Linked DNA regions of Zea mays: region 1 is linked to region 2. A link is a contact called in public Hi-C data. All regions are on one chromosome and are shown on one strand. Each heading gives the region's core, a stretch centred on a gene start, on an enhancer-like site or on the middle of the called end of the contact. The rest is flanking DNA. Distances are from core to core; before and after follow the strand shown. Region 1 has its middle 94 kb from the start of LOC100125635. Region 2 holds the start of LOC100274791 (Transmembrane 9 superfamily member 1).

The links. A called contact is a pair of places that touch in the nucleus more often than the background predicts.
Region 1: a contact with region 2 is called in a Hi-C map of tassel, with 2.4 times the contacts expected there. The contact joins the enhancer-like site here to the promoter of LOC100274791 in region 2. A contact is called at or near these places in 5 of 25 Hi-C or Micro-C datasets (ear, leaf and tassel).

The regions. Positions count from the first base shown.
Region 1 is chr3:141,850,862-141,854,086 of Zm-B73-REFERENCE-NAM-5.0, reverse strand. No RefSeq gene overlaps it. Among protein-coding and RNA genes, the nearest start is that of LOC100125635, 94 kb to the right of the region's middle. Within about 2 kb of position 1,361, at least 17 of the 20 cell types and tissues checked have an H3K27ac peak or open chromatin away from gene starts, as enhancers often do. A contact at or near this core is called in ear, leaf and tassel, where this site is marked.
Region 2 is chr3:141,533,140-141,536,026 of Zm-B73-REFERENCE-NAM-5.0, reverse strand. LOC100274791 (Transmembrane 9 superfamily member 1) reads right to left here and starts at 1,537. Exons shown (of 12, transcript NM_001320176.1): 1 at 1,313-1,537. The coding sequence starts at 1,420.

The sequences.
Region 1 (3,225 bases), core at 112-2,611, 320 kb before region 2:
TTGTTAGCCATCGAGAATAAGTTAATTTTTGATGACCACTGAAATATATGATGTTGTAAATTACTAAAACCTCCAAAAGTTCCTGGATTTCCCGCGTTGAATATATGAAGAGTGATATAAAAACCTAAAATCCAATGCGGTAAAATGTCAGAGACCAATAGGACCATCGTCCACAGCTTATCTCAAACATACATATCTTACTTCCTCGAGGTCTGAATTTTAGGACAAAGAAACTGTCTTCAAAATATAGCTTTGATCAAAGTTTGTTTTGGTTAAAATACAAAATGAACTTCTAATACCATCGTACTTTTGTAAAAGTACTTTTTAAAGACAAGTCATGACTATTATATTAGGTTCAAAACTAAATAATAAAACTGTTGTGTATAGTCAAAGTTTATCAAGTTTGATTCAAACCTTGTCTAGAACGACTTATATTTGAATATATGGAGGGAGTATGTGAGATAACGGATTGAATTATTTGCGTGCTTAAAAATCATATGATGAAGTGGGCTGCTGGTGGATATTAATTGGTTAAAATATCGGTTCAACAGGTACACACATCTTTTTTTTTTCAGTTAGGTACAGTTGTGATGCCATGACATAGATCTGCCTCAGCTGCTCTTCTAGTAGTACGTGCCTGATCACAACCAACCCTAGCTAGCTATGCTAACTACCGAGCTTCTAGAAGGGTTAGTAGCCTGCTTAGTGCACCCTCCATATATCTTTGGTTTGATGTAAACTTGTAGTGGGAATCTTCATCTTTCTATTGTCAAGTACATCAACTGAAGCGTACTGTCTGTCGCCTCATGACCTCAAGTCTCTAGAAGAACCCCAAGAAGCAGCTTGCCTCATCATCATTGATGTTGCGCCCTTTTGTTCATGTTGTTTACTTGTTAGTCACACCTCTAGCTAGGGGGGTTAGAGCAACTCTTACACCTTCTGACTCCTTGATATTTCTTTCAATAAAAGTGAAAGTTTTAAAAAGTATTTCTTTCAAAACAACTCTTGCGACACCTTTTCTAGATATTTTTTTAAAAAGAGAGTATTCTAGCTCTAGTTATGTCTTAGTTACCCGATTGCATCAATATATATGATTATCCTAGTGTCAACTTGTTTTCCTTTTGTTTTCAGCTATATGAGCCATGATCGATATTACCGTCTGTGTATATATTATTATTATTACGATCTTCGAAGCAAAGCAATGATTTTTTCTTCTCAAAAACATATAAATAAGCGCGATGCATGTCGTAATTACCGTGAGCTATATGTCTCCACACTTCGCTGGTAGCATCTGATGTCTCAGTCAGATAATAAGGACAGCCCGTGAGTCCATTTTCATCTTACCATTGGTGGGCTGGGCTAGCCACCGGCCGGGTGCGTGGGGGCCACCACCTTAGCTTCTAGAACGTGAAGGCCCCACACAAACAGCACTTCTTCCTCAAGTAGTGACAAACTAAAGTTTTTGTCCCAGCCTACTGAAAGGACACTGGAGGTTTTTATTTTTTTTTATTTTTTTAGAAAGGTGATGGAGGGTTAGCTGACATACAGAAAGCAGGGCCGGGGGGTGCTCATGCAACAAATAAAGGAACTAGCTACGCACTCGCACTATGGGTGGTTGTTCGTAGGCGGCTGCCGCGCGCCCTGGCCCTGAGTGGTGTCATTGTGCTACCAACCACCAACTACCACCGCCAAATGTAGGATGACCATCGGAATCGCCGTCAGAGTTCAGTTTACTGATCAATTAATAACACGTGCATACACAGTGAGCTTGATGATTAATTAATAGAATCAAATACATATTTCCTACTAGAAAATAAAGTACGTGTGTAGTATACGGCAATATATGATATTGCCACGATTTAGGATATGTGCCTAGGCCCACCAAAGATTATACGACTCTGAGGAAGTAACCCCACGCATCTAATGGTCTGTTGATGTATCCATAGCATTATTAGCTTATTGAATAAGTCTTATGTAGAACATACTCCATCCGTTTCGTTTTAGTTGTCGCTGAATAGTGCAAAATTAAACTATTCAGCGACAAATAAAAAGAAACGGAGGGAGTATTAAATGAGAGATGAGAAGCATTACAAGGTGGATAAGCATGATGTTGCCACGATTTAGGTTGTAGGGTACTTGAGACAACTATTCAATACGTGGATTGATACTATAGCCAGATCTACCCATGTAGGTATACATAAAGTATTATCAAACTATAAAATCCTACACCAGATACCAACTACATCATACCCAAAGGCACGACCCCAATGCCCATGGATGTGATATATCATAACCGCCCCTGTGATAGGTATGGTAGTCGACTATGGAGAAGGACATCTCCGCCCATACTATGATAAAACCAAAGGCATGGCTCTAGGCATGACTCCACGAACAACATAAGAATGGGGTAGTTGGGTCTTAGTTGATGGGATCTAAGGTTCAACTAGTTTAACCTTTCTCCTCCCTCACGCTATAAAAGGGGGGCATGATATCACTTAGAAGGGGACTCTAGGTGGATATAATTCACTCTAAATATAATATAGGGCATGCATAAAAGTGGATCAGAACCTTTAGGCTAGAACTCCCACAGCAACCAATACGTGAGGGGAGCCAAGTCTTGCTGCTGGGTTGTGTTTGAGCTTGTAATCTTCTTCACTTTTATGTTTATAAATAGATAATTAGAAAGAAAATATTACATACACTGTAGCCCAAACAACACATGTCCTCGCTCCTAGTCGTTCCTAGGTTCAGCACGACCACACCGGCTTTTTATGTGCTTTACATATGCTAGTGTTGTTACGTAATGATTTTCAGGCATGTGCTTGGATCCAAACACAAAACCTTGGGTTTCACACGTTTCCTCCGTTATAGAGACATTTATGACTAAGAAGTAGATTTTATCTTTTTTTTAACTCTAAGATAGCTTTTAGCACCAATTTTTGCCAGCAACTAGTTTTTACTAAATACTTATCTTAGGGCTTCGAAAGCTAGAATTGGACCGATGATTACATCCATTCTGGTTGTAAATCAATCGATGCTAATGCTAGAGTTGCTAAGAGGGTATTTGGTTCCGTGATGGCCCGACTAAAGTTTAGTACATGTCATATCGGATGTTTGAATACCAATTTTAAGCATTAAATATAGTTCAGTTATAAAACTAATTACATAGATGCAAACTAAATGACGAGACAGATTTCTAAAGCTTAATCAATTCATGATTAATAA
Region 2 (2,887 bases), core at 288-2,787:
GAACCCCTGCCCCACCCATACACAGCGGCATCGAAGCCCATGTGAGAATGACCGCGACCAGGGCCGAGCATTAGACCTGTGCTTTGGCGTGGGACAAAAAAGGGGATTTTTTTTAACCACGGCCTGAAATTCGCTCCTACGGAGAGTCGTACACAGGACCTGAGGAGTGCTACTCAAACCACCTAACCAATTCAGCTAGAGGCCCTTTCATTACATTTGGCAGGATAGCAAAGTAACTAAGATAAAATGTAGTGGTCCTCAGTCCTGAGTTCCTGACATTAGTAAGCTATCAGTGACAATGCAACATCATTAACTGTTACATCAGTGCTGTATTATGCTCAGTCAGCAAGATGTAGTTTGGTTGTACAGGTGCCTAACTAGGGTAAAGCTTTTCCCACCTATCCTATATAACATGATGCCCTAATAATTAGCAACATTTGCAGCGAGACATAAAAAGGTTAAGGATGTTGGAACCAGTGTGATATCGAGCATAATTTTATGCAAATTGAGTTAAAACAGCTAGAAGAAAGTTTTTATGCTTGCAATAAAAAATTCCAAGACACATCAATATTAAGATCGATTCAACAAAGGTAAAGGTGAGGGGTGCACATATTAGCCTGTGGGGCATTCTTGTTGCACAAATATAAAATCCGAATGGGCATTGAAGCAATTCTGATCAAACAGATCTACAGATTCAGGACAGCACACAACATGTAGGGTGCATTATTATTGACAGAGAGCATAACACAAAACAGAACTACAATATGCAATCGAAGGTAGGCGAATTGCATGAGCAAGTTATACATTTTTCCTTCACGAAATAGACACACACACACAATACAGAGTCAATACAAGTGTCCTAAACCCCGAAGGTACAAGATTTTTTCCTTAGCAACACTAATATCAATATTCCCATGCATCACAATCCGGAGCATGAGGAAACACCGCAGCCATCTATACTCAAAATTCAAAACACAATGAGCTATTAAGCTTTCCTCCAAAAGTGCCAGCATCCCTATTTACCAGCACTGCCACATTAATCAATACTGATCTAAGCCGTAACCCTCCTTTAAACGCGTCCTCGACTGTCGAACACCAAGAACTCTCTCGTCGCATCCGCCCCAAGTCCCCAACCGAACTTCACATTAGAACAACCCCGAGAGAGGGGCCGGCGCCACCAACCCAGCAACGCGAGATCCGACCGACGAGGCGGTCCAGATCCAGCGCGGTTCGAGAGATTAACCGGGATGGGTGCGAGCTGTGACTTGGATCCGTGGCAGGGAGAGGCCGCGTGGGAGTCGTGGGCACGCACCTTGTGGTCGGACTCGGAAGCGGAGGCGAGCGCGAGCAGGGCAGCGAGGGCAAGGGCGATGCCGAGCATGAGGTAGCGGCCGCGGCCGCCGACGGTGGAGGGGAGCATGCCGCCGCCGACGGCGAGATCTGGAGAGCAGGAGGACACAAGAGTGTCGCGGTCGCGAGCCTTGGGGTTCGGCGCTCGGGTTGGTCCGAGACGGCGTGGGTCACGAGCCCAGCAGCTGCCTGGAAGGTAAAATCCCGTATCGACCGGTGCGGTGTGTATCCATTTTCCCTGGTCGTTTATCGTATTTTCAGTAAGAAATCGGAGACAGAAAAAATACGATAATAAAAATCTAAAATCTCTTGCCGAAACAGAAAAATCTAAAATCTCTTGCCAAACAGAGAAGGTGATTTTCTGACCGTATCTTCTGTTTCTATGTTTTCGAAAAAATATTGTCGGATACTCGGAGCTTCCGATTGGCCATTTGTCAAAAAGTCGAGGGCTCGAGGCCTCTAGCCTCCCGAGTCCTTTCTGCAAAATGTTAAAAAAAAATTACCCCTAAAAACTGATTATTAGAAGTAGGCTAAAAAATTTTAAGATTTATTGGGTATCATAATTAGTGGTATTCAGATTATGCTATTAAACATGTTTAACATCTAAGTACCGAAAAATCGGAAAACACGTTCCCGTGGTTTAGCAGGGTTGAATCACGATTTCCCCAATACCCCGCTCAACAGTTGCTCAAAATTACGTCTCGTTCGAGCCCATCCTCGGGACAAGGCAGCGCCCGGGATAAATCCTTGTCTCGTCCGAGGATACCTCTTTCACGGAACGACCATTTCTGCCTCGCCAGAACTCGTCTCGGACACGAGGACAACCCTGAGTCCAGCCTCAGTCAAAGGTCGCAGGAACCGTGGAGACGTGTGCATTAAATGCGACGATTCGGATATCTACCCCATATGACACCGCGGTCAAACAGGGGACGATGGGACCATGGTCCCATCTACTTTCGCCAACTATGATGACGCACGCCCACGAACAACGGAAACTGCTCCCCCACACCGGCTACTGTTCTCGAACAACTCCGGATGGGACATGCACGAGTCTGGCACAGCCTCACCCTCGGAACAGAACTCTACCGCGCCCGAAGACGGTTTCAGCCTCGGGAGAAGACTCTGTCTCGCCCGAGATCGGCCTCGGCCAACTGCCATGGCAACAATTCCCCGCGAATCTCGCAGGAGGCCACTCCGGCGACTGTTCTAACCACTCCCTGTGCGACTGCATGCCCCGGCGCAGGTCCGACTGTCACACCCGGGTTTTAGGGGCACCAAACCCGGGCGCAAACTTCACCAAGTGTGCTAGGATCAAGTCTCGCACATATGATGACTCATGGTACAGAAACGAATGTCACATCTTTACTATACAATCGGAGTTCTGTACAAAATAGCTAAATAATTACATCATACGTAGACAACGATCCAACAATCATAGTTGACTCGGAGACGACGGCCTAGACCACTCATGAGCTCATCACAGCATCCTTCACGCGCCTCATCCTGTGGTACCTGTCCTTGACTTGGGGGATGTGAG